Regions from separate parts of the Sus scrofa genome. Here regions 2, 3, 4, 5 and 6 are each linked to region 1. A link is a contact called in public Hi-C, HiChIP or PLAC-seq and promoter capture Hi-C data. All regions are on one chromosome and are shown on one strand. The core of a region is the stretch at or near the end of the contact, and the rest is flanking DNA. Distances in the headings are between cores, read along the strand shown. Region 1 holds the start of MTMR14 (myotubularin-related protein 14). Region 2 holds the start of SRGAP3 (SLIT-ROBO Rho GTPase-activating protein 3). Region 3 holds the start of THUMPD3 (THUMP domain-containing protein 3). Region 4 holds the start of TTLL3 (tubulin monoglycylase TTLL3). Region 5 holds the start of JAGN1 (protein jagunal homolog 1). Region 6 holds the start of CRELD1 (cysteine-rich with EGF-like domain protein 1).

Region 1 (4,727 bases), core at 1,136-3,635:
GTAGGTCGGCAGTTGCAGCTCTGATTCAACCCCTAGCCTAGGAACTCCCATTTGCCACAGATGAGGCCCTAAAAAAAAAAAGTGATGATTAACTTTAGGTTACATTTCCATGGATATATTATAACAAACATAAGTGTTTCAGAAACTATATAAAAGTTCTAAAAATCTGATATGTTTTATTGTAATGTCATCAGTCATGATTCCAGTTAACATCTTTAAAATGTTGGGTGTCACAGAAATAACCAAATTTCCTTGTCAATTTGATCATAATGAATTCTCATCAGATCTCCAACCGTGAGCATTTTAAAATCTTTTGTCATTTACTGACAATTATTGTCTTATTTGATTCTTTTGCAAAAATGAGATTCCCAGAAAGGAGCCCCTTGACCACTAACACCACTGCCAAATTACAAGGTGTCAAAACTTGGGTACACATTTTGAAAAAGGCTCCACCTGTCTGGTTCTATGTAAACACAAGGACCTCAAAATCAAATTGACTAGAAAGAGAAGTAGCGGACACTGAGGTGCAACCGCTTCCTCCCAAGAAATCAGGTTAAGAACATTTCCTTCCATTCCTCCTTCCTTCTCTGACCATCCTTGTCCCAATTCTTACATTGTGAAGGTCTTTATGATTCTTTTCTCCATCTTTTGCCTTGCTCTGGCCTGGGAAGATAACTGTTCACATATCTCTGCCCATTTCAAAGGAGGATAAATTAACTGTTGGCTTTGCTTTAATGCTGGTGATCCTATAGTTCTTTCTACCAATCAAAAACTTCTCCCTGATTTCCACTGCCTCAATTTCTCTGGAACAAGTTCCGTAGATAAATACTTTTAGTAAATAGTTACACAAAATACATGAACACACTGACTGGCTTAAGGGAATGTCTCTAGTTTTCTTGCTGATTTGAAACATAGGGACATTGGCTCAGGAGTACTCTCCAAATCACGGACGTTGTTTTGTTGCTAGTAATTATTATTGTCAGCCTAATAAGCTGGGTTCTCTCAAAAATTTTAAATGTGTATGGGCAGCCATTGACCAGCCAACAGATGGTCTCTCTCTGAAGTGCAATGACAAAAGTGAAAGAAAGAATGGAACCAGCTCCAAGAATACAAGCCTGACATCACTTTTTGTGAATACTACACTGAGATCAGAAGAGGCAGTGGTGACTGAGGGTCATGTTAATACTGAATACTGATTTCTTTTCTTTTTTTAAAGGTTTTATTGAATTATAGTTGATTTACAATGTTGTGAACATTTCTGCTGTACAGTAAAATGAATACCGATTTTTTTCCCCAAACTTCTTGGATGATCAATAGGATGATAAAAGGGGGAACTGCTGAAATATATTTCTAGACCAAAGATGGTGCCACTCCTGCCCAGGCTGCCATGGCAACATACCAAAACTTAGATAACTTTTGTAAATCTTCTGCTTGACCAGTAACATACTATATCTAGTCAGCCAATCCCCAAACGCCAAGCCAACTGTAGGCTCTATACTTACTTCCTTGCTCTTTAATCATTTTTTATTTTTCACTTCCTTATTCTTTATCCTACAAAAGTTTCCTGCCTCCAGCTCCATTTTGCAGTTCTTTGGCCCCTTGAGGACAAACACTGGAGGCTTCATGAAGTATTAGTTTCTTTAACACCTAAATTGTCTTTCTTAATTATTTTTCTAACAATACTAATCTATTAGAGATAAATCACTGACGTATTCTCAGGTTAAACAATGAGATGCGCTTTGAAATAATTCTACTAGATGAGGAAAGGATGATTAAACAACAGGGTGGTATATGCTGATTATTGTTGAAACCAGCTAATGGATACATGGGGGTTCATTATACTATTCTCTCCTTTTCCGTGAGTGTTGGAAATATTGCACTAGATAAAAAGAACAGTAATATGGGCCTTTTTCATCATATAATTTCAAGCCAGTCATTCCCACCAACCCCCGCGTTTCTTCTTCAATAAAATGGATTGGCCATTGCAGCACTGTATTCGTAGGGACATTTTGAGGAGCAGTGAAAGCAAAGTGCCTTAGAAAATGCTGTTTTCTTACTTACTAGGGTTGCCAACACTAATTAGTTGCCTCCAACAGTTCCCTCCTCCTCTCCTTGTAATGGTTCATTCCACTGTTCCGCTAGTCTTTCCCGTGGTGGTTCCTTCCTCTCAGTTACCACGCTATTTCCCCCCCCCCAGCCCCAATGGTTTAGTCCGGCTTCCCCGGGGGAAACCCCGTGGGGAGGAGCACGAGGTTTCTGCGAGTGGCCGCGGTCCGCTCCCTGGAGACCACTTGGAAAGCTCCGCGTCAGGGGGTGGGCCGATAATCTTGAGGCGGGGCGCTAATCTCGGGCTCCGATTGGCCAGAACTGGAGTAAACATCCGGCAGGGTGGGGCGGGGCCGGAAGTGGAAAGGCAAGGCGGCGGCTGAGGCGGCTCGGGAGGTTCCGGACCGGAGTAGGTTCCTCCCGCTGCTATGGGCTGTCCTGATCGGTGGTGAGGGGGCCTCTGGCGCTAAAGGGGACACGGGACTGGGCCATGGCCGGCGCTCGGGCCGCCGCCGCTGCCTCGGCGGGGTCTTCGGCTTCTTCGGGCAACCCGCAGCCGCAGGAGCCGGGGCTCGGGGAGCTGCTGGAGGAGTTCTCCCGGACTCAGTATCGGGCCAAGGATTTTAGCGGGACGGGAGGCTCTAAGGTGAGTCGGAGGCACGGTGAGCAGCAGAGGGTCCCTGGCTTGGGAAGCTACTGAGGAGAGACAGGTCAGAGAAAGGAGGGAGAGAGGGAGATTGCCAGGATCTGGACCTGTAGAGCAAGGGTCGGGTTTAAAAACCGAAAAGGAGGAGCTGGGATCAGAATGAGCCAAGGAAGGACGACGTTTTGGTTTGAGACAAGGGATTTGGAGGCTAGGGATCCGAACTGAGGGGCCATTCAGAGATTAGAGAGGAGGAGCTGAGGAGGGTTGTTCCCCTGCATAAGATACTAGCACAGAAGCCTCCAAGTCTAGAATTAAAAATCTAGAGGATTTCTGCAGCTCCGTGGAGGGGTGGGGCAGAATGAAGTCAAGAGTTAAACTGGAGTGTGTTGATTCTTTATACAGTCTCAGAGTGACTTTAGAATTAGGACCATCCCTTTCCTTTCCCTTTGTGCATGAAGGGAGCCCACACTCCTCTGTTCCTTTATGAAAAACAAGTCTTGGTTCCTCTTTTTTTTCTGCCTTTGAGATTCTTTTCAGTCTCCTTATGGCCAGACCTGGAAGGCTTCCAGTCTGATCAGGCCATTCCCATCCTAGGGAATCTTGCTGACCCTGCCATCTTTCATTCCCCACGTGGTTTTGGAGGGGTTAGCATCAGGTTTTCTAATGGGATTCTTTTTCATCCTGGGTCTTGAAACTCTGGTTTGGCTCCAGGGGTTACCTATAATGGGACACACAGCAGTTGGCATCTGCTAGTCTCTAGAGTAACCCAGGGAAGGCTTCAGTAACAATGAGTTTCCTCCACTGTCCAGATGACTATTTCTCAGCTCTTAGCCTGAGGACTACCCACTTCAGCATCATCTGGGGTGCTTGTTGGTTTTTGTTTGTTTTTTGTCGTTTCTAGGGCTGCACCCGTGGCATATGGAGGTTCCCAGGCTAGGAGTCTAATTGGAGACGGCCTACGCAGCAGCCATAGCAACGCCAGATCCGAGCTGCATATACAACCTACACCACAGCTCATGGCAACATCGGATCCTAGATCCGCTGAGTGAGACCAGGGATCGAACCCGCAACCTCATGGCTCCTAGTTGGATTCGTTAACCACTGAGCCACGACAGGAACTCCTGGGGTGCTTGATAAAAAAGTTTCTTTGGTCCTATCCAGTCCTACTGAGTTAGAATTTCTGAGAGTGGTAACTTGGAATTTGTATTTTTTTAAATAGGCTTGTTAATGATATGAACCTTGAAATTTGAGGATTGCTAGTTTAAGCCACTGAGTTTTTCCTTCCCCATTGGTCTTTTGGATGGGTAGAGGGTCAGTGGTTTTGCTGGGCCCCCCTTCCGTTGTAAACACCCCTGAAGATTAGGGTTGTAAAGAGTTACACCTGACTCTCACTCTAGCTGGCCTTAAATTTATGATCTCTTGCAGGCTTCTTGGGATGTTACAGGTCTTATGTCTTTCTTCTAATGGGCCTTTCCCTGAGATGAGCAAAACCACAGCAATTTTAAGGGTGCTGTTTCTTCTATTTCATAAGCAAATTGTGTGTAAGGAGACAGCTTTGTCTGCAGCTTTTACTCATTATGCTAACTTGAGCTTCTAGGTACTGGTCTTTGGCTGGAGAATGAAGGAGAATTTCGGGGCAAAGGAAGATAATGGATTAGTGCTACTTAAAGTAACCTAGGCAGGAGTTCTTAATATTTCATGGATTGTGGACCCCTTTAAGAATCTGTAATCCTCTCTTCAAATGCTACAAGATTTTCCTGAAGCATTGAGGGAAAGAGTCTGTCCTAAAGCCTACCATATATGGGTTCATGAACTACACATTTAGGGCCTGTGGTCCAGCAATGTGTCTCTTCCCAGCATTGAATTATCATCACAGAGGCACATGGCATTCCCAGTGACCTCTCCAGTGATTCAACCTCAGAACCCCAGAATCTTCTTTATGCTCAGGTCTCCTCCTCTGTGCAGGTTGAGCGCATTGAGAAGAGGTGTCTGGAGCTGTTTGGCCGAGACTACTGTTACAGCGTGATCCAGAATG
Region 2 (4,751 bases), core at 2,088-4,587, 190 kb before region 1:
ACTTAGTGCCCTCTCTGATGAAAGTTTTTCCAAAACTGAAAACTTTGTAGGACTGAAATTCAGGGGTAGTTTCACAAACACCAGATATAGTCTGATTCTTCCCTAAACTTATGTCAGTATTATGGTTTAATGAAATCTCATTTTCTTAAAATTTATTAGGCATTCTTTGATGAAATCCAACTAGTCAACACATTGTTGTCCAAAGCAGGTTATCTACAGTACTGGTTTGTTGGCTTTAGCTCTCAGCTAAAGTATAGAAATAGGTATTCAAACAAACCAATCAAGTACAAATACACATATAACCTAAATGGACCACAGAGTTTCAACTTTTCTTTCCTTACTGCTTAGTATGAAAAGAAAATTATCAATGTCCATATTAATTATTCTGCAATCCACAGCACAAATTTGTGGCTACAGCCACAATGTACACAGTAGCAATTTAGACTTAAATTACATAGCATGAAAAATTCAGTTTTGTCACAAAAGCCATATTTCCAAGGCTCAACAGTAACATATGTTAGTAGTGACTACCATATTAGACAGCATAGCTATAGAACATTTCCATCATCAGAGTTATACTGGCCAGTGCTAATCTAGAGCACTACCAAACATACAAAAGAACTGTTTGAGAGACCAACCTATCAAACCTTATAAAGACATCTACATGTCACTCACTGCATTTTATTTAGGGTTGGCTAGACATCAAGGACTATACTAGGTGCTTAGGTACAAGACTCAACAAGAACCTGTGCCCTCAAGAAGCTCCAAATAGTTAGGAGAATTTAAGCAAGCAATGACAACAACCTGATAAGTGCTATGATTCAACCTGCTATGGGATCAGGAGAAAGCAATACTAACTTTTTTATGGGGGATTCTGGCTTAAAGGATGACAGATCACAGAGATATTTCAGTCTTCATGCTCTTTACTTGAAGGGTAAGGACTATGGAGGGTAGCATTCCAGAGGGAACCACCCTACAGAGATCTGATAATGTTACTTTGATTTCGGTAAATAGCAATCAACTCAGTGTGACTTGAGCAGAGAAGTACTTTTTGTAGGCATGTGTGGAAAATTGTGCAAAGAAAAAGGTGTTGAGAAAAGATAAGGTTAGTCCACTGAGGGAACTCCTTTTTCACATTTGTGATGATAGAATGCATTGTTTAAGTAGTTAGGAGCCAGTAATGGAGTTGTGTCAGTTATTTTCATGCTTTATCTTAATTTTAGGACAACTGTCCCAGCAACACCTAAGATTTATCAGATACTGGAGACAGAGACACTAGTTTGGAAGCTATTAGCATTACGGCAACTGAGCTCAGTTACTAACTAATGAAAATACAAACAGATTTATTGAAAAGTATTCAAAAGACATAAAGGGGAGTATTGCTGAACCTCAGGTCCAATCGCAGTGGTAGTCAAGATCATCTGACTGTGAATAGGGTCAGGAGTAAAATCCCAGCTTAAGAAAAAGAAAAAAATGAAAATCAAGGTAAATATTCACGAACATCAGTAAATGAGGAATAAATGCACTGTTGGGCCTATGCTCAAGATGGGTAGTGTTAATTGGTGGTGGAACTTATCTGATTTCATGACTTGCTGGCTACCTAAAACAGGTGAGGAGAAAGCCAATGGGACTGGGACTGGATGAGCAAGTACAACAAACAAAATGGGCTTAAAGTATGAGTGAGAGTTATCTGACCGTAAGGATGCAAGTGAGGGGGCCTAAGGTTTGGAGATTAATATTTAATCTCAGATGCTATACTTTGGTGGTGTAGCAAAAGTCTACAAATGGGATGACTGTAAAACTCAGTAGATCCGTGCTTTTTAACCTATCTCCCTTCATCAGGAAATTGCGACACAAAGATCTTTAGTAATAACACGCAGTCTCAATGCATAAAATCAGGCTTAGGTGTTGCCTGGACTCATTTCCCATCTCCACCCCACTATAATTATTTTGTGACACAAACTCAAGACTGTGGGAATATAGAGAAATTGGGCTCGTCCTCGTACACCTGCTCAATCCCCTGCAGGACAACGCCCAAGAATCAGGTTAAGCCAGGGCAAAAGAATCCCGCCCATAATCGAGAAGGAGCAAACTGACATGGAGGCGATGACGAGATCGCGGGGGAGGGAGGGATTTTTCTAGGCCCAGGGCGGTCCTTAGGAAAAGGAGGCAGCAGAGAACTCCCATAAAGGTATTGCGGCACTCCCCTCCCCCTGCGGAGAAGGGTGCGGCCTTCTCTCCGCCTCCTCCACTGCAGCTCCCTCAGGATTGCAGCTCGCGCGGGTTTTTGGAGAACATGCGCCTCCCACCCACAAGCCAGCAGGACCGACCCCCCACTCCTTCCTCCACCCCCCACCCCCACGGGTCCGAGAGCAGGTAGAGAGCTAGTCTCGTCCTTCAGGCGGCGGACGCCCAGGGCGGAGCCGCAGTCACCACCACCCAGAAGCCTCGGCCCGGCAGCCCGCCCCCGCCTCCTGCGCGCGCTTCCTGCCACGTTGCGCAGGGGCGAGGGGCCAGACACTGCGGCGCTGGCCTCGGGGAGGGCCGTACCAAAGACCGCCTCCCTGCCGACTCGCGTAGTGGTTTCGCTCATTTGGGACCCAAGCCAATAACAAGGGGCCGTTCCCAGGACTTCAGCAGCCAATCAGATACCAAAGCCGAGCAGGCGGCGGGTAAACCGACTCCCCCGGAGGGGAGGGTGGCAGGACGCCCGCGCGGGAGCCACTTTCACTGACCCTCCCCTCCCCCCGCAGGAGGCCGACAGCGCCCGCCTGTGCAGCTCTCTCCACCCCACCTACCTACCCACCCAGGGGGCAATGCGAGAGTTCCTGGGAGGCTGCGCACTCCCGAGGCTGTAACTGACAGGAGCTTTACTCCAACCAAAACACGCCATTTGTGTTTTCACACACGGCGGGAGGAGAAGCGGCCAATCAGTGACAAGAGAAGAGCAGGAAGCGCTCCTCCCTCTGCGGGAGCAATGGCTCCGTCCGTATTCCAGGCTTTTCCGCTCCCTTCTCCCTCCCCCTCCGGTTGCCGCAGGGCGGGCCGCACTCCCGCCTGCCTCTCACCACCTCTTCCCCTTCCAGCGTAACAAACGATATGCTCCCGACTTCCCGCTAGGGAAGGCGACCCCCGCTACCGGTCAGACCACCTCAAGCACCCATCCCCCGCCAAACCGCCGGCCCTCCCCCAAACCAGAGTCCCGCTCCCCTACCTAGCCGAGGCTCTCTGAGGAGCCGGAGCCCCAGAGCACAGCCTCTTCTCTAGGCGGCCCCGGCGGCTTCCGCTGATTGGCGGGGAGCTGGCCAATGGGTGCGAGACGGTGGGCGGAGGGGCCAATGGCGCGGCGGGAGGGGGCGTGTCCCGGGTGCCCCTGGCGCCGGCGCTGGGAATCCCCGTGCGGTCAGTGGCGTTTCCGCTCGGGCAGCGGGCTGAGTGAGCTGCTGCCGCCGCCGCCGCCGCCGCCGCCGCCGCCGGGGGAGGGGCGGCCGCCGCCCGCCTGCGCTCAGAGACTCACGCAGCCCCAGTCCCGCCAGTCCGCCAACACAGTAGTGCCGGCCCCCCCCTCCTTCCCTGGCCCTCCCCCTCACCGCCTTTGGCTCGCTCCGCCTTTTTGCCCCCCACCCCCACCTCACGGGCACGGGCCATTCCCGGCCAGGAAACGCCGTGGCGCCGCGCTGGGCCTAACTCGAGTCCTGCTGCCTACCGGGAGTGCCGTGCGCCGCAGCCCGGGCCCAGGCCTGGGACAAGGTAAGGGTGCGACAGAAAAGAGAGACCTCCCCTCACCACCGGGCCCCGGGGGAGGGAAGGGTCACCTCCTCCGTCTCCTCGCGCTTGCTCTCGGGACGTGGGCCTGGCCCTCCCCCGGCTCTCAGCAGGAGGATGCTGCCCCTTCCCATCCCCCCTCGCCCCCCCACACCACTGTACCCCTCTTTCCCAGGCGGAGAGGCCCCCTCCTTAATCTAGTCGACCCCACTACCCTTTTCATGTCTTTCCTGGGTCAGGACGTTTCCCCTCCCCCCACGCCTCTTCACCCCTTTTCCTGTGAACTGCCTACTCCACGTTTACCTTTTACTTGAGAATAGGCCTCTCGCCGCCCTCCTCAAAATACACAGCACACTTTTTTTTCCCCTCCCCAAACCCCACCCCCACCCCCGTTCGCGCGGCCTTGTGACAACTCTGGTCGCTCTGGGGCCCTCGATCTCCCCCCTCCAAGAATGTTCCTGGACGCTTTTCCTCTCGTCCTAGGGTCCCTATTGCAGATGATTGCTTCCTTTCCCACACTAAAGACGTTGGGCTTCGCCACCCCCACCTCACATTCTTGGGCTCTCAGTGGCGTATGCCCCAGTATCTCTGAAATGGCCCCACTGAATTTGTAGGGTTCTAGCTTGGAGTTGAGCCAGATTGTGTCGTTTTCCCTGTCTTGGGCGTGGAGAGAGATCATTTGAGAATATCTTTAAAGGCAGAAAAATGTAGCCTCTATTAATTGCCTTTCCCTCTGCGTGGAAGCCAGGGATGCGAAGTGAATGGTGGTGAGAAAAAGCCCTGGTTTTTAAGTAGGTGAATCGCGTGACAGGGAAAGTTTAACTGTTGGGAAAGCCCCTTCTATGCTAATTTATTCTATAGAGCTCTTTGCTTGTCTCACTTCTTGGGAATAACTGGTCTTTCCCTTGGATATTGATGCTGCAGCCAGCTCTGCTGGTCTGGGTCAGGGGTGCGTGTATGACCTGCATTTTCTGCTTTCTCATGTT
Region 3 (4,999 bases), core at 645-3,144, 230 kb before region 1:
CACTGAGCAAGGCCAGGGATCGAACCTGCAACCTCATGGTTCCTAGTCGGATTTGTTAACCGCTGTGCCACGATGGGAACTCCCACTGTATTTATTTTTAAGGGCACCATCTATTTTAATTATATGCCTGGTAACATGTTAATCTCACTTAAATCTTACAAAAGCTCTTATCATTTTGCATATGAGGAAACTGCAAGATGAGTTACCAATGAGACCAAAAGTTTCCTTTGAGGTAAAATTTACCAATTTAAATATCTTAAACTGTACCACTCAGTGTTTCATAGTATAGTCACAATGTGGTACAACCATCACTACCATCGAATTCCAGGACATTCTCAACACTCCAAAAAATAAACCCCATCCATACCCTTTGGCTATCATCCCCCCACCTCATTCCCCCAGCTCTGAACCACAAATCTGTCTCTATATAATTTGCCCATTATAGACATTTCATACAAAAGGAATCACATATGTGGTCTTTATGGACTTTTTTTCACTTTGCAAGTTTTCAAGACTCGTCCATGTTGTAGCATGCTTCAGTACTTCACTTTTTTAATGACCAAATAATACTGTATTGTATGATTGTGTGGTGGATATACCACTTTTGTTTATCTATTCATCAGCTAAGGACATTAGGATTATTTCCAATGCTCAATGCTGCTGGGCACATTCATGTCTAAGTTTTTGTTTGAACATCTGCTTTCAGTTCTCTTGGGTATACCTACCAGGAGAAATGCTGAGTCATATGACAATACTATTTTTTTTTTTTTTTTTTTTGTCTTTTTGCTATTTCTTTGGGCCACTCCCGCGGCATATGGAGCTTCCCAGGCTAGGGGTCGAATCGGAGCTGTAGCCCCCAGCCTATGCCAGAGCCACAGCAACACAGGATCCAAGCCGCGTCTGCAACCTACACCACAGCTCAGGGCAACGCCGGATCGTTAACCCACTGAGCAAGGGCAGGGACCAAACCCGAAACCTCATGGTTCCTAGTCGGATTCGTTAACCACTGCGCCACGACGGGAACTCCTTTTTTTTTTTTTTTTTTTTTTTTCTCGACAATACTCTTTAACTTTTTTGAGGGAAGTACAAACTGTTCTCCAAAGTGGCTGTACCATTTTTCATTCCCACCGGCAATGCCTAAGTGCTCCAATCCACCACATTCTTACTGAAACTTGGAACTGCCTATTTTGAAAAAAACTTTTAGGAGTTCCTGTTGTGGCTTAGCAGAAACAAATCTGACTAGTATCCATGAGGAGATGGGTTCAATCCCTGGCCTCACTCAGTGGGTTAAGGACCCAGCATTGCCATGAATTGTGGTGTAGGTGGCAGGTGAGGCTCAGATCTGGCATTGCTGTGACTGTGGTGTAGACCAGGGACTACAGCTCTGATTTGAACCCTAGCCTGGGAACCTCCATGCACCACAGGTATGGCCCTAAAAAGACCACAAAAAAAAGAAAGAAAAGAAAAAAACTTTTAACCAAATAGGTATTTTACCGTAGCTTTACTTTGCATTTTCCTAATTACTAGTGATATTGATCATCGTTCCACGTGATTATTTACCATATGTGTATCATCTTTAGAGAAATATTCAAGCCTCTGCCCATTTTTAAACTGGGTTATCTTTACATTGTTGAACTGTAAAAATGCCCTTCTAAAATCATTTAAGTTGAAGATATGTATGACGAAATAAAATTTATATTTTAAGGCAGGACAAGGAAAAAATTAAAGGCAAAATTCTGTTTGGCCTCCTCCCTCGCTCATGTGCTTTACACATTAACCAGAGCTACTCAAAGATGGAAGTGCCTGCTTACAGCAAAGATCAATTTTTTTTTTCTTCTAACCCCAGCAATGTAACTTCTTAAAAGAATAGTGTACTTTCTCATCTCTGAAAGAGGTTATGGTGACTTGTTGCTTACCTGGACTATGTATCCTTGGTGAACTTTATAAAAAATATCAGTATGTCATTTTGATGTATGATTCCTTGTCTAAAAAATATATATGACAAGACTCCCCCCACCCCATCGTGACTGAGTGGTTAAAGATCCCGACTAGTATCCACGAAGACTCAGGTTCAATTTCCGGCCTCGCTCTGTGGGTTAAGGATCCGATGCTGCCATAAACTGTGGTGCAGGTTGAGGACTCAACTTGCATCTGGCGTTGCTGTGGCTGTGGTGTAGGCCGGCAGCTGTAGCTCCAATTCCATCCCCAGCCTGGGAACTTCCATATGCCGGTGGGTACGGCCCCAAAAAAGACAAACAAAAACAAGACAAAAAACGTATATGGCTATGCCTTCCGAGGCAAAACGATTCTCAGGGTTTTCAGAGAAATCTCCTTCCAGGGTTATAATCCTCAGTTTGGCTTAAATAAAATTCTCTTTTAAAATTCTTGGCAGTTAACCTTCCTCAAGTATTTAAAGAAAAATACTAAGTAAACAATAGTAACATACGTTAGGTAACATGTTACTTTGGGGGCAAAACATTTAGCCTCTGTGAGACTCAGGTTCGCCGGCTTTAAAACAGAGTGGCCCCTGCTTGAAAGTTGCTGGAACAAATGAATTTACGTGTGTGAAGCGCTTACTCGGAACCAGCGGGATAAACACTAACATCGACCACTACCACAACTGACGACGAGGCCAACGGCGTTCCAGATTCTGCCTGCAGGGAGTCCTGCCCGCAACTGCAGGAGCGGACCACCACCTACCGAAGTCCACCCTGCAAACAAACGCTCTTCCTCCCGACGTGCACCAGAGCCCGCCCCCAGGTTGGTGCCGCTATGGCCGTGCCACTCGACTTCCGTTTCCGGGGCGCCGAGGCAGTTTCCGGCGGCGTGACCTGAGCGCGTCGGGCAGCGTGGTCCCGGAGCCGGAAGGGTCAGCGCAGGCGGCTGGTAAACGGGCGGTGGGTGGGAGTGGCCGGGTAGGGTACCAATGACCCTTGGGAGGGAGAGTCAACCGTCCTCTTGAGACCCTGGCTGTCGACGGGTGCACTTCAGCCCGATCCACGGCGGAGCCCTTCTCACTCCCTTTTACTGGGTTTCATCAGCTCCCCGGGTTTCCTGTGATTTGGGCCCTGGGGGTGGGTGTCGGGAAACGTGGGTTTCATTCCAGCCGGCGCTACTGGTTAGCTCTCTGATCTTGGTAGGTCTTTCCGTGAGCTTCATCTGCCTTATTTGGAAGATAGAAGTCGTATCACTGATTGTGCGCTCCTTAATGGCGGGGACTGAATGTTATTTGTGTTAGACACCGTGTCCTGTCCCAGATTCAGAACAAGGACAGTGTAGGTACTCTGCGCCTACTTAAGTTGTTTTGATTCACAAAATCTTTGAACATCTGTTGAGAGCTTTTGATCTCCACTCCCAGCTTTCTAGACCCTTATACTCCACCTCGTCCCTTATCCTACCAAATGCTCAGGTAAAGGAAATTTGGCTTACTGTTCACATCTCTCTTGATGCCCATCTTTGGATCCCAGGGTCTGGACTCTTCTAGACATTCAAATATTTGTTGTAACTAGATAGTAGGTATTCTTTTTTGATCATTTTAAAATGCATGAATAACCACTTCAAGGAGAAAAATTGACATCCTTAATCAGTATGCTCAATAGCAGTATGCTATTCCCACTTAAGTCTTTCAACAGCTGCCAGAGAGAGTCATTTTTCGGTTCTCATTTGGCAGGTGAGGAAGTTGAGGCATTGGAGAATAAACTTTTTTTAGTCATTCTTTGAATGGTGAGGGCAAGAATTCAAACCTTGGTCTGAAATCCCAAAGCCCCATGTTCCTAACTGCTTCCTGAAACAGGACTATATGCCAAAGTATTTTTTTGTTTGTTTGTTTGTTTTTTGTCTTTTTGCCTTTTCTAGGGCTGCACCTGCAGCAAAGTATTTTTGAATGTGCTCTAGCAGCTTCTGTTTTGGGATTAACTGTTTTATTTATGTGATGGCTGTTATCAGGCTAGGTGCTCCCAAACCAAACATTGATGCTGTGAAAATACTGTCTCTTTTTCTTCCATAGTATCTATATTGCTTGTTTAATAATTTTTTTTTTTTTAATCTTTTTAGGGTCGCACCTGCAGCATATGGAAGTTACCAGGCTAGGGGCTGAATCAGAGCTGCAGCTGCCTGCCTACACCACAGCCACAGCAGCACCAGATCTGAGCCGCATCTGCTACCTACATCCCAGCTCATGGCAATGCCAGATCCTTAACCCACTGAGCAAGGCCAGGGGTGGAACCTGCATCCTCACGGATACTAGTCGGATTCATTTCCACTGTGCCACAATGGGAACTCTGAAAATATTTTTAATTATAGTTGAAATAAGAGGTGATAATGTTTGGGCATGATTTCTTTATCTGTACTACTTTTGAAAGGATTATATTCAGGATCTTGGAAGCACTGCCAGTATGTCTGATGTTCAAGAGTCCACTAACCCACTCCTGGATGTGAATCTTCTTGAGAACCAGAGCTCTACACAAGTGACCGAAAGTGGCCCCAAAAGTGAGTCCGAGCATCTCCGAGTCACTATTGGAGCCACTGTGCCTACTGGTTTTGAGCAAACAGCTGCAGATGAAGTGAGAGAGAAATTGGGATCATCATGCAAAATCAGCAAAGACCGGGGCAAGATATATTTTGACATTTCAGTGGAAAGTCTGGCTCAGGTTTGAATGAAGCAATATTTAAAATAATTTTCTAAATAGATCATTTTATGGTTGCTTTCTAGTTTTGCTTTGCTCTGCTCTGCCCCAAATCAGGTGTTTTTAAAGTATTACTATGTTTGCCATTGGGTACTGATTTGTGAGTTTGATTAGTAGGTTTGCTCTCTTTTGTAGAAATGATCCTAATATTTCCTGAGGATGAATTTACCACAAAGAATCTTCTGTGACTTGTGAAGAAATTCTTAGTATCTGCTACACATCTTGGAATTTACTTCAGCATCTAGCTGAAGCTTAGACCTCAGTGGTGCAGCATAAAAGCTTCATTTGTGTCAGATTTATTCTTGCTTAAAAGT
Region 4 (4,744 bases), core at 161-2,660, 150 kb after region 1:
TCCCAGTGATTGTACCTTATTGGTCGCTGTGGGTCTGGGCGGGCCTGGAGCCAGAAGGCGACTACTGTTCCTCGCCAGAGCCACCCCAGGTGGGGAGGGAGGGAGGTTTCAGACTCCACTTCCTCTCCCTCATCCTCTTATTCTGTGGATCCAGTAGAAGCGGTGGGGGCCCTCTGCCAGCTTCCTGAGCTCTGCCTGAAGATGGCCATCCAGCACTGGTTGGGGCCAAGGGCTGCACTGGTGGCCACCAGCCATGCCTAGGAGCTAGGGCCTGGAAGCTAGGCAACCTCTGGCCACAGGGGCCACTTCTTGCCCTCCCAGCTGAGAGGGGCTGCTGTTTTGCCTTGTCTGTCAGTGCAGTGCCTGTGCTAGAGGTAGAGAGGTGAGTTCTCTGGGGCTTCCAGCTGGGCCCTCCGCCTGCTGTGGCTCCTCTGCTCCCTCGCTCACTGTACCTTTTCTTATTCTGGTGGATCCTCCCTCCCCTAATTAAAGTCTCTTCTTGCCCCTCTGGGGCTGCATGAGGTCTGTGCTCTGTGTGTATATGTGAAAGGAGAGCTGGTAGGACTCGCTCTTCTACAAAACCATGTGGCTGGCATTCGGGGTCCCCACCACAGCTGTCTGATTGGCCCTTGACATTAACCTTGCCAAGGGCCCTAACCCAAGAGACCTGTATTGCAGTCCAGGCTCCTCCTGTTGCTGAAACTACGCTCTCTGCTTGTGTAGAGCTTTGGTTCTTTTCACATAAGAGATGAGCTCATTTGGAGTTCCTGCGTGGCTCAGTGGTTAATGAATCTGACTAGGAACCATGAGGTTGCGGGTTCGATCCCTGGCCTCACTCAGTGGGTTAAGGATCCGTCATTGCCATGAGCTGTGGTGTAGGTTTCAGATGAGGCTCAGATCCCACGTTGCTGTGGCTCTGGCATAGGCTGGTGGCTCAGCTCCAATTAGACCCCTGGCCTGGGAACCTCCATATGGCACAGGTGCAGCCCTAGAAAAGACCCCCCCAAAAAGTTTGAAATTCAATTCCTCAGTCCCACTAGTGTTCCATAGCTACTGGTGGGTAATGCCTCCCCTGTGACCCAGTAGATAGAACATTTCCCTTATCGTAGCAAGTTCTAGTAGACAGCACTAAATCTTAGTGACATCTTCAAGTAAAAGAAAAAAACTCCAAAACCAAAACACTGTTTGAGTCCTGATTCTTGCTGCTGAATTTAAGCAGGTTATTTATATTGTCTCAGTTTTTTAATCTCTAAATGGAGATAATGTAAATTTAACATAGTACCTGCCATATAGGTACTGAATAAACAACTGATCTTTCCACCAGCCCAGTATTCAAGCTGTTTGGTAACTTCCATTGCGCTAGGCATTGGGGGGGGGGGTGACATTATCCCTGTCTTGGGAGGGGACAATACAAAGGCTGGGTGTGTAAATAGCTGCACTGAAGTGTTTCATAATCACTAATGTAAGCCTTTGGGTGCCAAGAAAGGGTGTATTTATGGAAAAGGAAGTTGGGGAGAGGTTCAGAGGGTTGGCTTTTGAGCTGAGCTTTCAAAAGTTTCTTGCTTTAGGCCAAAAGGTCTCTTGGAACAGGACAAGGTGATGTTAAAAGGAGGAGGGGCTGTGGGTGGGGGCAGCTTGAAAGCTATTATCCCCTTTATGACATTGCCTCAGGCACATGGCTATTTCCTAGTTTCCAGCGAATGTAAAGGAGCTCACAGTGAAGCTGGATGTCCACTAGAATTTGGCAGTGGCTCACTCCACCCTCACTGGACAGCACTGCCTGTGTGAGCCAGAACTCTGATTTGTCACAGGTCTATCTCCCAAGGTTTAGAGCCCATAAAACCAAATCTACCAGTTGATGAGTACTGACTGGATGGTTGCCAATCAGCTAACCCTCTCCTGAGGACATGCCTTTTGGAAAGCCCAGTCACCAGCCAAAGGTTTGGAAAGGGTGATCTCAGTGGTAGATGTTGGCTGGACAGCTGAGCAGATGGCCCATCTTTGCTGTATGAGCAGATGTACAGTGACCAAACAAAGCTGGATTCTTAGATGCTGCTAGAGTTGCCCTCTCAAACTGTCCATTTGGTATTTACATGACCAATAGACAACAGTTCTGAGTGACAATGTGGACTTGTGTTTAATACTGTTTAAGTGTGGAGCTTTGGAGTTGGACCTGGGGTCCAGTGCTGCCTCTGCCGTGTGATTTAAGGCAAATGATTTAACGTCTTAGTGCCATATTTATCTCACCTGTGAGATTTGAGGGTAACACTTTCCTAGTATCTCCAAAAAGATTTCTTACAGTTTTGTCTTGAGGGCTGTTGCATGACTTCTATTTTTTTCTGCAGGTGACTCAAATGATGATTTTTTTTTTTCTATTTCCAAGTTATTTGTGGGGGTAAGGGGGTGCATTATGCACTTGACTGCCCTGGCTTTTAAATCTACCCTATAAGGACCTTACCCTAACCCCATCTGCCAGGCCCTGAAGATTTGATCCCCTGTCACCAGGCTACTGGCTTCCTTTTGGTTCCCCAGAAAGGTTTTTACCTTCTTCAGTGCTGTTGCTGAGACTTTTCTCTCCTTGGAATGCTGTACCTCCCCTGGCCTACTCCTTGCTACCTTTGCATTCAGTAGGCCTCAGCTAAATGGCATCTCTTTAGAAAAGACAACCTTGAGCACCTTATCCAAAGTATGCCCCCTTCCTGGTTTCAGTTGATTGTTTGTTCATTGCTCTCACATACCTTACAGCTATTTTATTCCTTTGTTGCTTGCTTCTTGTTTGTTTTCCCTCCACTGGGCTGTAGGCTCCGGGACCATGTCTAGCTCGTTCTTCCGGCCCCCAGCATCTAACCCATCGCCTAGCACAAGGTCCTCTGTGAATACTGTGTAATGAGTGAAGCCCCAGGAAGCGCTCCGTAAAGAATCAGGGCACTGTTAGGCCGGTGCTTTGTGCTTACAACTTCAGCGCCCCGTTTATTAACGGTGTGGAGCAGGTGGGGCCTGGTGTTCAGACCTCTGGAAGGAGCCCCCAACCAGTCACCGGAAGCCCGATTGTGTCAGGAATGGTTTCCAAGACAACAAAAAACAGAGGGCGGGGCCTCAAAGAGGGCCCCTCTTGGGCCCTCCCGCGAGAGGCAGCAGAGCGCCTACGGGAGGCGGGCTCGGGTCCGGGGAAAGCGCGTGCGCACGGCAAGCGGCGCATGCAGGTCTCCGGCGCCACGCAGCTCCTGAGCACGGGGGAGCCGGGGGCCACGCACCTGGGCTTCACCGCCTGCTACGGCCGGGATAGGGGCCCGGTGGGCAGCTGGCCGCGCAGGCCGCAGCCACCCGAGTCCCGCACCAGTTCTCCCGCCTCATGGCCCTGGTCCCGCCACTCCGAACTCCGACTTCCCGAAGAGGCTGCCGCAGGCTGCCAAAGCTGGGAGGGCAGCCTAGCCCTGGCGCGCCTCCTAGGTTGCGCCCTCGAGTCCTCCCCAGACCGCAGCCACGCCCAGGGCGCCGCGGAACCCCGCCCCCGCGGCCCTTCTCCCACCAAGACCCAGGAGGACGCCACGCCGCCGCCGGACGGTGAGGGCCCCTTGCGGCCCGCCACTCCTGGCCCGAGGCAGGCGGCTAGGACCTGGAGATTTGGGGCCGATATTGGAGTCCGGAGAAGAGCGGTAGAGGATGGGCATCCAGATGATGGGTAGAGAGAGAGAAGGGGTGCTGCCCCACCCCGACTCCGCATCTTTCTGCAGGTTCTCTTGTCCTTTGGCGAGGATTCTCCAAGGCGTCTCAATACATGGGCCGGCTCAGAAATGCCAAGATCCACGTGGAGAGAGCTGTCAAGGTCGGAGAGGGTTGCGGGTCGGGGGTTCTAGAAAGGACCCTGAAAGCGTCTGAGCCTCCCTGCACTATTTGCTCCCATCCTTAGAAAACAAACAAGAAAACAAAAACCTTGATCCCACACCCATCTTCAGATACCTCCCTATTTTCTTTTCGCCTTCTTTCTTTCCTTTTTTTTCTTTCTTTCTTATGGTCTTTTTAGGGCCACAATCGTGGCATATGGAGCTTCCCAGGCTAGGAGTTAAATCGGAGCTGCAGCTGCCGGCCTATGCCACAGCCACAGCAACGCTGGATCCAAGCCGCGTCTGCGGCCTACAGCACAGCTCAGGTAACCCCGGATCTTTAACCCACTGATCAAGGCCAGGGATTGGAAGGCATGTCCTCATAGATGCTAGTCTGGTTTGTTTACCACTGAGCCACGATGGGAACTCCCCTCCCTGTTGTCAATACCCCATTCACAGTGGACTTCTTGGCAAAATTTTCTACTTCTTTATCTGAGATTCTCTCCTCAGCTCCCACTGCTCTGGTTCCCTGCCCTTTCCCACTCCCACCAGGAACCACTCCAGTCAAGGTTACAGGTGACCTTCAAAGAGCCAGATCCAGCAGTCAGTCCTTTTTCTATCCTGAGTTTTGTTAGGCACCTTGTGTCATTCTACACTGCTACCCCGCTCACCTTTCCCTCCTGGCTGTGTGCAAGCTCCTAGTTTTCGTTTCTCCCTCCCTGGCAGCCACTTTTCAATTGCTTTTGAAGACATTCCTCATTCCCTGGATCTCTCTCCATGCCTGTCTCCTTGACTGTGAGTCCAGTCAGTGTGCTATGCCCCCTGCCTCCTCTTTCCAAGCTTAGCCTGTCCTGTCCATAGATTCAACCCCCAACCTGACAGCTCTCAGGAACTTCAAAGCATTTCAAACCCATGTTTCA
Region 5 (4,431 bases), core at 205-2,704, 210 kb after region 1:
GGAGAAGGGTGAAGTGACAAGAACACAAATCAATAAACTCTAAGGCAAACCAAAAGCAGGGAGAAAAGCTTCAGGGAGGAAGTTCTGGGGAAAGGGTTGGGACCCCTCCCGTGGACATTCATGCTCAAACATTTATTGAGCATCCACTGTGCTTAAGAGTCTCATGATAAGCCAGTGATGACTCAGAAGCAGTCTGGCCCTGACGAACATCATGGAAATCACACACAGAAAAGACAGAGATAAGTACAAGCTAAAGCCAGAGAGTGTCTGTGGTAGGATTGGGGAGTGTCGAGGATGGTTCTGTCAACCTGAGGATTCTTCACAGTGCTTAGGAGAAGAGGATGGTTTGGGCTCACTTGGAATGTATATATCCAGCAATCATGTTGAGCTTTTACCCTGTGCCAGACACATGGGCTAGTAACTTGGTTCTTACACCTCTCTTTGAGGAGCTCAGATGTCTGAGCATGATCATCAAATGCCAAATGCATAAAATCATTTGAGATACCTTGGAGTAGAGAAGGACTCTAGTTATGAATAAAAATTGAGAAGCCAAAAAGAAAAGACTGTATATTCAACCACATTTAAAAAACTTTTCTGGGAGTTCCCACTGTGGCACAGTGGGTTAAATATCCAATGCTGTCTCTGAGGTGGCTCAGGTTGGATCCCTGCCCAGTGCAGTGGGTTAAGGATCTGGTGTTGCCGCAGCTGTGTGTAGGGGTATTCAATCCCTAGCCTGAGTGCAGCCATTTAAAACAAAAACAAACAAGACCAGCAATGCAGTACACAAACAACAAAGAATATGGGAGTTCCCATCATGCACAGCGGAAACAAATCCAACTAGGAACATGAGGTTGCAGGTTCCATCCCTGGCCTCACTCAGTGGGTTAAGGATCTGGCGTTGCCATAAACTGTGGTGTACGCCAGTGGCTACAGCTCTGATTTGACTCCTAGCCTGGGAACCTCCATAAGCCACAGGTTCGCTCTAAAAGACAAAAGACAAAACAAAGAATAGGAACATAGTTCAGGGAAAGGAAATCTAAATGACTCAAAACACATGGAAAAATGGTTTAGTTTTTCGGGTAACAATTTTGAAATGTTCTTATTTGTGTTTTATTGTGGTAAAATGCACATAACATAAAAGTAACAATTTTTGTCTTTTTAGGGCTGCACCCACAGCATATGGAGGGTCCCATGCTAGAGGTCGAATCCAAGCTGTAGCTGCTGGCCTACTCCACAGCCACAGCCACATCCATGCTGGATCCAAGCTGTGTATACAACCTACTCTTCAACTCACAGCAACACCAGATCCTTAACCCACTGAACAAGGCCAGGGGTCAAACCTACTTCCTCATGGATGCTAGTCAGATTTGTTTCTGCTGAGCCACAATGGGAACTTCTAAAAGTAATCATTTTTAAGTGTACAGTTTACTGGCATTAAGTATATTCACACTGTTGTGCAACCCTTACCACACTGATCTCCAGAACTTTTTCATCTCCTTTTCATCTCTGTACCCACTGAACAAGTCTCCATTCCTTCTTTCCTCTAGCCCTGCAGCCACTGCCCTGCTTTCTACTTCTACCTAATTTCTTTTTCTCATGGCCTTGACATTTTAAAGAAAGCACAGTCCAGTTATTTTGCAGAATGTCTTTCAATTTGAGTTTATCTGTCATCTCTTCATGATAGATTCAGGCTGAGTATTTTGGGCATGCACATCACAAAAGTGATGCTGTGTCCTCAGCTTTATCAGGAGGCAGAAAGATTCAGTTTGTCTCACTTCCGGTCAAGTTAATTTGCTTACTTAGTTAAGGGGATGCATGCCAGGTTTCTCCTGTGCCTTCTCCCGATATCTCCTGTGAAGTTACCGTTTCCTCTTTGCAATGATTAAGTAATCTGTGGGGAGATACTTTAAGACAGGATGGAAGATGTATGCTCTTGAGAAAGTCACATATCTTTTCCAGGAATAAGTTTCCCCAATCTGTGAAGTGGGGACTGAGACATCTTAAACTTGAGTGAGAGTTTAAGAAGTGAAAGTGCTGGAGAGGCTGGAGAATCAGCAAGACCTTGGCAAAAATATACATGTGCTGTGAATTAATATTCTGCACGGGGCAAAGTGCGGGGAGAGACTGCTGGGGCGGGGCCGAGAGCGCGCGCGTGCGTACGTGTTCTCCTGCGCGTGCGCTTGCACAGGGGAATGACCACAGAGTCGGTCCTCCAGGGACAGACAGGCCGGAAGTTGTCCTCGCGAAACCCCAGGCTCTTGGGTTGGCTGAGCTGAGGTGGCGCGAACGGCGTCCGTGGGCCGCTTGGCGTGGTAGTCGTGACAGCGGGTCGGTGTGACGGGCTCCTGGGTTCTGGGTGGGGACAATGGCGTCTCGGGCAGGCCCGCGAGCGGCTGGCACCGACGGCAGCGACTTTCAGCACCGGGAGCGCGTCGCCATGCACTACCAGATGAGGTATGAAGTGAGGCTAGATCTGCGGGCCAGGCCTCAGGATCTTGCTTCCCAGGCAGCCCCCGCGCACCTGCCAAGTCCCTCCTTCTAGGACAACCCGGAACCGGTCCCCAATCTCGAGAAGCCCCCTTGCTCCTCTGAGCTCCACCTTTGATCCCCCTGTGCCTCGAGGGGTCCGGCCCGCTCCACTGCGATGCTGGCCTGGCTCTCCGCCCTCGGGAACAGAATTTCTAATTGAGCCTCAGTTTTCTCATCTGGCAAGGGAAATTTAATCTGCCATTTTGATATTGGTGAATTAATGAGGCAACAATTAGCGTAAAGGACGTAGCATAACAGCCCGTAAGTCTGCCCAATACGTAGTAGCTGCTATATTTTGGGCTTTTTGGGGAATGTGGCCCTAAAATGAGTTTAATGGACCACCACCATCCACCAGCACGTAAGGTATATTTCTACATTCGTTTATTCCTTCAACAGATATTTATTGAGTTTCTACCCATCATGCATTGTGCTAGGCACTGAAGATACAATAGCGGAAACAACCTAGTCTTTGTATGCATGTTATACTTTCAATAAAAAGTTTATTGACAAACAAACAAAAATGGTCCCGCCTTCATGAAGTTTGAAGTCTACAGGTGACTGATTTTTCCCCCCGACCTTTCTGCACGTTCTATAATGAATTTTTTTAAAAGATTTTCTTTCTTAATCCCATTAAACTTTCCCAGAATCTTTTCTGCATCTTTTTCTCCAGAGTTTTAAAGAGTGACAAGCTCTGCGAACCCTCACTTTATTCCTATCCTTAGACCCCTGCCAAGGGGACTCACAGCCAAGCCTGTGTTTTCATGTCTGTCTAGAGCAGAACTCTGCCCTCGAAGGAGATGTAAAGTGGATTTAGGACCTGAGAAATTCAAAGAATAAGAGAAAATGGGCTTCCTTTAGGTGAAAAATGTACTCTAGCTGGAGAAGTGTGGGCAGCCTGAGTTGGTTTCCTTGCTGCCAGTACCTCCTCTAATGGGCTGAATGCCTGTGCTACAGTTAATCATCTTTCAAAACACAGCCCTCGGTTCCTCTTCTGCCTTTAAACTGACTCTTTCATAGTCTGCAACTTCATGTCCTGCTACTCCCTTCCTCACCACAGTGTAGTCCTTCCACACCCAACCACTTGCTTTCCTGGAACACAAATGCTTAGGCCTTTTTTGCTTGCATGCTCTTAGCTCTGCTTGGAGTTTTCATCTCCACCCACTTCTCAGAGCCTAGCTCAGATAGCATCCTTGTCTAGACAGCCTTCTTAGGCAATTCATCCCAAGCAGAATTAATTACTCCTTCCTATGATCCATATAATTTGCAACATAGATTTACTAGAGCTTTTCTAGTTTGTTTTCTAATTATTTTTTCTTCCTCCATACCTTGTTCCCAGCCTCCAGGCAAGAACTGTATCTTATTCACCCAGTGTTCTGTATAGTTGCCTGACATATAGTTGGTGGTCAGAAAATTTTGAATGAAAGCTACTTCTTCCTCTGCTCTGCCCCACAGTGTGACCCTCAAGTATGAAATCAAGAAGCTGACCTACGTGCATTGATCATATGGCTGCTGCTGGTTGCCAAGATGAGCGTGGGACACCTGAGGCTCTTGTCGCATGATCAGGTGGCCATGCCCTATCAGTGGGAGTACCCTATTTGCTGAGCATTGTGCCCTCCCTCTTGGGCCTCTTCTCCTTCCCCGCAACAACATTAGCTACTTAGTGCTCTCCATGATCAGCATGGGGCTCTTTTCAATCGCTCCCTCATTTATGGCAGCATGGAGATGTTCCCCGCTGCCCAGCAGCTCTACCGCCATGGCAAGGCCTACGCTTCCTCTTTGGTTTTCCCGCCGTCTCCGTCATGTATCTGGTGTTAGTGCTGGCAGTCCAAGTGCACGCCTGGCAGTTATACTACAGCAAGAAGCTCCTAGATCTTGGTTCACCAGCACACAAGAGAAGAAGCG
Region 6 (4,862 bases), core at 80-2,579, 250 kb after region 1:
TGAAATGAGACAGAAAGTGAAGTCATTTAGTCAAAGTCACACACAACATCTATGTATGATCTTTGTTCATACACTGGCTCTGACCCTATGAGCTGTGGAGTTGGGGTAAATCACATTCTCTGAGCCTCAGTTTTCTCCATCATGAAGTGGGGGGCCTCTAACAAGCCTGTCTTCTCCCCTGGGTCTCCTAGACACCCACCAGCGCTGGGCCCTGGTGTGGCTGGCCTGCTTACTTTTTGCCGCTGTGCTTTTCCTTCTCCTCCTTGTCAAAAAGGACCACGTGAAAGGTGAGCGATTCCCCAGGGGCTGGACTCCTCAAGTGGGCCTGGGAGCTGGCCAGGAGAAGGCGGCAGCTGGGCTCACCAGCTGCCTCCGCTCCTCTCCCCTAACAGGGTGGCTGAGGCTCTTGAAGGAGGACGGTCTTGAAGGGGGTGAGTGTGAGCCAGAGCCGCGGGTGGCGGCCCCCGGGCAGACCGGGCCTCCGGCCAGCTCATGTCTCCCCTCCCACTCTGTTTTATCCTGCAGCGGCTGCCGCCAGGAGCCGAGTGGCTTTGCTCCTCTACTCCCCGACGACGCAGGCTTCGAGCGCCTCGTGGCGCCCTGGCGTCAGCGCTGTGTCAGCTGCCGCTGCGCGTGGCCGTGGACCTGTGGAGCCGCCGCGAACTGAGCGCACAGGGGCCCCTGGCCTGGTTCCACGCGCAGCGGCGCCAGACCCTCCAGGAAGGCGGCGTGGTGGTCCTGCTCTTCTCGCCAGGGGCCGTGGCCATGTGCCACGAGTGGCTGCAGGATGCGGCGTCAGCGCCCGGGGCACACGGCCCGCACGACGCCTTCACCGCCTCGCTCAGCTGCGTGCTGCCAGACTTCTTGCAGGGCCGGGCACCCGGCCGCTACATCGGGGCCTACTTCGACAGACTGCTGCCCCCGGACGCCGTGCCCGCCCTGTTCCGCAGCGTGCCGGTCTTCTCACTGCCCTCACAGCTGCCCGACTTCCTGGGACCCTACAGGGGCCCGGCGCCCTCCGCTCGAGGCGGCTCGCGGAGAGAGCGGATCAAGTGTCCCGGGCCCTGCAGCCCGCCCTGGACAGCTGCTTCTGGTCACAGGAGACCGCGGGGACGGGAAGCGGGATGGGGCCAGAGGCAGGGGACAGGACTTGAATAAAGGCAGGAGCTATTTTTCTACTCATGTCTCCCACGCGTGTCTCTGTAACCCAGCGGCAAATCAGGACTGCCGCGCTCAACCGGTATCCCCGCGGCCCTTTAACAACCCCGACAGGTGCAGCCCGTAGACGCTTCTGGTTGGCTGGCATAGGGTGACGCAATGGCACTTGGCCCACCACTATTGGCTGTGGCGCGGGTTCCGCCCTCACAACTGCGGAGCCAGCGGAGGGTGCACGTCTTACGCAGCGGGCGGCAGCGGCGGCGTTGGGGAGGCTGAGCTGTTGGCGCCTGCGGGCTGGGTGGGTCGTCTTTTTCTCTCTCACAGCCTTCCTGGATCTGGATCCTTCCTTGCCCGCTCGTGGGCCGTGCCTCTGGCCTTTGCAGGCCTCGAACCTGACCTTTTCTCTTCATATCCGGATCCAGGCTCCTCCCCAGCCCCCAACCGGGGTTCCGGACTTCTCCTCCCAAGAACGTCCATCACTGGCGTCCTCTCCCCCAGTGCTTTGGAATCTGACCTTTTTTCCCTAATATCGCTGATCCGGCCCCTGGGAACCACATTCAGACCCTAAAACAACAGTCTGACTCCTATCCTCTTGCCAAGGATCCAAGCCACCTCCCCCCACGGTGACAGGATAACTTATTCCCACCCTGGAATTGCAGAATAGCGTCCTTTCCCCAACCATCTCCTTTCCCTCGGCCTTACCCCAGTCTAGCCTTCTTTTTAACAGATCTGGGGTCCGAGACCCACAGCACCTCAGAACCCACCCTTTTCTTTCTCATTTGGCTCCTCCAGCGAACCTTCTCCATGTCGTCTATCTACAGGTACCCAGTCTGGGAAAAGATGGCCCCACGGCCACCGAAGGGCCTAGCCCCAGCTCTGCTCTGGGTCCTGAGCCTTTTCATTGGCCTCCCAAGCCCAGTTTTGGTTCAGCCCTCTCCTCCTCCCCAATCTTCTCCCCCTACTGAACCTCATCCATGTCATACCTGCCGGGGACTGGTGGACAGCTTCTACAAGGTGGGTGCACCAGTGTAATGGGAGGGGTCCAGCTACTATGGCATAGGGGTTGAGGTCTGGGCACTCTGGAATACAAGTCTTCATGAAGTCAAGTTACGGTTTGGTTACTCACTGGTTGTATGGTCTTGAGCAAATTGCCTCTCGGTGTCCCAGTTTCCTTGTCAATGAAATACAAATGTTAGAATGTGCCAGGCACTTTACATAGCTATTCCCAACTTCCTCCATTTCCAGGGCCTGGAGAGAACCATCCGGGACAACTTTGGAGGCGGAAACACTGCCTGGGAGGAAGAGAAGTTATCCAAATACAAAGACAGGTAAGGAGGAGGCTGGAGGGGCGGGTTTATATACCTCACATCCCAATCTCTGCTCTGCTAGTGGAGGCCTGGAGACAGTTGGGGAGCACTTATTCAGCAAATATCACTGAATATCTGTAGGACAGCACTAAACAAAACAGGGAACATCCCTTCTTCAAGGAGCTTACATTCTAGTAGAGGATACAGACAGTGAATAAGTAAATAAAAAATGTCAAATCAGGGGAAGAACAATAAAACAGGGTGGACAACAGAATGGTGCTCAACACATGACATTCAAACAGAGACCCACGATGAAGAAGCAAACTGTGTAACAATCAGGAAAGGATTTGGACAGTCAGTGAGACTGACTTGGTGTATATGAGAGGTGGCTGAATTTGGAGTGAGCAGAAAGGAGAATAGTGGAAGGTGAAGACAGAGGGTCTTGAGGGCCACAAAAAGGAGTTTAGATTTCATTCTGAGTGTGGTAAAAAGTCATTGGAGGAGTTCCTGTCGTGGTGCAGTGGTTAACAGATCTGACTAGGAACCATGAGGTTGCAGGTTCGATCCCTGGCCTTGATCAGTGGGTTAAGAATCTGGCGTTGCCGTGAGCTGTGGTGTAGGTCGCAGACTTGGCTCAGATCCCGACTTGCTATGGCTCTGGCATAGACCGGTGGCTACAGCTCCAATTAGACCCCTAGCCTGGGAACTTCCATATGCCACGGGAGCAGTCCTAGAAAAGACAAAAAAAAAAAAAAATTTTATTTATACTTTTTTTTGACTGTGCCCATAGCATGCAGAAGTTCCCAGGCCAGGGATTGAACCTGTGCCATGACACTGACAATGCTGGATCCTTAACCCACTGAGCCACCAGGGAATTTCTATTTATACTTTTAAAAGGTTACTCACAGACCTTAGGGGTCACGGGTGGAAGAGCAAGAAGACCAGCTGGGAGGCTAGTGCACAGTCTAGGTATGACAGCGGTGGTGGGCCATGGTGAGACGAGGTCAGATAATGGGTATATTCTGCAGATAAACTGATAGGACTTGATGATGGATTCATTATGGAGTAGGAGATAGAAAGAGTAGAGTTAAAGGTGCTCACTAGGTTTTGAGACTGAGCAACTGGGTGAATAGTGGGACTGTTTTCTGAGATGGGAAAGGAGAAGGTCTAGGGAATCAGGCATTTGCATTGAGCATGTTGGGCTGAGATGTCTGTTAAACAGTTGAGTAGTTAGGTTTAGGAGTCAGGAGTTCAGGGAAGATGTAGGGCTGGAAACATGAATGACAGTCACCAGCATATAATCAGTGTATAAAGCCATTGGACAGAATGAGATTATATTGAGAGGCCTGAGCCCTAGGTCAAACTGAGGAGAAGGAATCAGCAAGGCTTGGAGTTAGACCAGGTTTTCAGTTCTGACCCTTTGTACCTTAGGGAAAGTCACTTCACCTTGGTGATCCTCAGTTTCTTCATCTGTAAAATGGGAATATTAATACCAATTGCCTATTTCATAGGGTTGTGGTAAGGATTAAACTATGATGCCAGACTCTTTAAATATATATGATACATTTTAGGTGTATGTATATATTTACTTTTTTTTTATTGTGGTAGAATGCAGTTACATAAAATTTACCATTAGAGACATTTTATACATTCACAGTGTTGTGCAACAGTAACCATTATCTAGTCCCAGACTGTTTTTATCCGCCCAAAGATACCCCTTCCCCACTGAGCACTCATTCTCTCTTCCCCCAGTTCTTAGCAACCATTAATCTGCTTTCTGTCTCTATGGATTTACTGATTCTGTTGGAGTCATACAGTGTGGTGTTTTATATGTGGCTTCTTTCACTTAGTGTAATGTTTTCTGGTGCATCCATCTTGTAGCAAGTATCAGTACTTCATTCCTTCTTTAGGCTTATTAATATTCTGTTGTAATGATAGATACATTTATTCATCAGCTGATGGACATTTGGGTAGTTTATTACCTTTTGCCTATTGTATATAGTATTGCTGTGAACATCTGTGTACAAGTTTTTGTTGAACACCTGTTTTACATTCTTTTGGTTATATACCCAGCAGTGGAATCTTCGAGTCATATGGTGATTGCATGTTTATTGGATGAACTGCCAAACTGTTTTCCACAGTGGCTGTACCATTTTTTACTCCCATTTGCAATATAGGAGGGTTCCAGTTTCTCCACATCCTCACCAATACCTCTTATATTACATGATTTTAACCACATCTACCCAGCAAGGGTATTATATTCTGTTGTGCAGATGCAGTAACTGAGCTATCTTTCAACAAACCTGCAGGGGAGGCTTTGTCCCCATTTTACAGATGAGAAAACAGAGGTTCAGGAGAGGTTGAGTGACTTCCGCCAAGGTCACACCACTAGATTTC

What was found. Promoter capture Hi-C pulls out the DNA fragments that hold promoters and counts their contacts. A called contact is a pair of places that touch in the nucleus more often than the background predicts. HiChIP or PLAC-seq counts read pairs in DNA pulled down with a chosen protein or histone mark.
Region 2: a contact with region 1 is called in an H3K27ac HiChIP or PLAC-seq map of alveolar macrophages. The contact joins the promoter of SRGAP3 here to the promoter of MTMR14 in region 1. A contact is called at or near these places in 1 of 5 promoter capture datasets (fetal skeletal muscle), 1 of 47 Hi-C or Micro-C datasets (heart right ventricle) and 1 of 2 datasets of contacts at active chromatin or transcription factors (alveolar macrophages).
Region 3: a Hi-C map of embryonic fibroblasts shows a contact between it and region 1, with 2.1 times the contacts expected there. The contact joins the promoter of THUMPD3 here to the promoter of MTMR14 in region 1. A contact is called at or near these places in 2 of 47 Hi-C or Micro-C datasets (embryonic fibroblasts and mesenteric adipose tissue) and 1 of 2 datasets of contacts at active chromatin or transcription factors (alveolar macrophages).
Region 4: an H3K27ac HiChIP or PLAC-seq map of alveolar macrophages shows a contact between it and region 1. The contact joins the promoter of TTLL3 here to the promoter of MTMR14 in region 1. A contact is called at or near these places in 3 of 47 Hi-C or Micro-C datasets (heart right ventricle and liver) and 2 of 2 datasets of contacts at active chromatin or transcription factors (alveolar macrophages and skeletal muscle).
Region 5: a contact with region 1 is called in a Hi-C map of skeletal muscle, with 5 times the contacts expected there. The contact joins the promoter of JAGN1 here to the promoter of MTMR14 in region 1. A contact is called at or near these places in 2 of 47 Hi-C or Micro-C datasets (heart right ventricle and skeletal muscle).
Region 6: a contact with region 1 is called in a promoter capture Hi-C map of fetal liver, with 2.2 times the contacts expected there. The contact joins the promoter of CRELD1 here to the promoter of MTMR14 in region 1. A contact is called at or near these places in 2 of 5 promoter capture datasets (fetal liver and fetal skeletal muscle) and 1 of 2 datasets of contacts at active chromatin or transcription factors (alveolar macrophages).

The regions. Positions count from the first base shown.
Region 1 is chr13:65,946,135-65,950,861 of Sscrofa11.1, forward strand. It overlaps MTMR14 (myotubularin-related protein 14), which reads left to right and starts at 2,386. Exons shown (of 18, transcript XM_013981948.2): 1 at 2,386-2,692; 2 at 4,658-4,727. The coding sequence starts at 2,537.
Region 2 is chr13:65,756,555-65,761,305 of Sscrofa11.1, forward strand. SRGAP3 (SLIT-ROBO Rho GTPase-activating protein 3) reads right to left here and starts at 3,338. Exons shown (of 25, transcript XM_021071097.1): 1 at 3,215-3,338. It overlaps SETD5 (SET domain-containing protein 5), which reads left to right and starts at 3,419. Exons shown (of 25, transcript XM_013981946.2): 1 at 3,419-3,750.
Region 3 is chr13:65,718,662-65,723,660 of Sscrofa11.1, forward strand. It overlaps THUMPD3 (THUMP domain-containing protein 3), which reads left to right and starts at 1,895. Exons shown (of 11, transcript XR_002338099.1): 1 at 1,895-2,886; 2 at 4,362-4,649. The region is part of intron 1 of SRGAP3 (SLIT-ROBO Rho GTPase-activating protein 3); the gene reads right to left.
Region 4 is chr13:66,092,659-66,097,402 of Sscrofa11.1, forward strand. TTLL3 (tubulin monoglycylase TTLL3) reads left to right here and starts at 1,411. Exons shown (of 11, transcript XM_021069309.1): 1 at 1,411-3,564; 2 at 3,735-3,826. The coding sequence starts at 3,060. ARPC4 (actin related protein 2/3 complex subunit 4) reads left to right here. Exons shown (of 7, transcript NM_001206535.1): 7 at 1-1,322.
Region 5 is chr13:66,153,401-66,157,831 of Sscrofa11.1, forward strand. It overlaps JAGN1 (protein jagunal homolog 1), which reads left to right and starts at 1,455. Exons shown (of 8, transcript XM_021069312.1): 1 at 1,455-2,454; 2 at 3,982-4,022; 3 at 4,025-4,114; 4 at 4,117-4,167; 5 at 4,170-4,229; 6 at 4,232-4,294; 7 at 4,297-4,398; 8 at 4,401-4,431. The coding sequence starts at 2,366.
Region 6 is chr13:66,193,466-66,198,327 of Sscrofa11.1, forward strand. CRELD1 (cysteine-rich with EGF-like domain protein 1) reads left to right here and starts at 1,330. Exons shown (of 12, transcript XM_001928892.5): 1 at 1,330-1,456; 2 at 1,980-2,172; 3 at 2,404-2,486. The coding sequence starts at 1,999. It overlaps IL17RC (interleukin-17 receptor C), which reads left to right. Exons shown (of 13, transcript XM_021069809.1): 12 at 526-1,093; 13 at 1,212-1,285. The coding sequence ends at 1,285.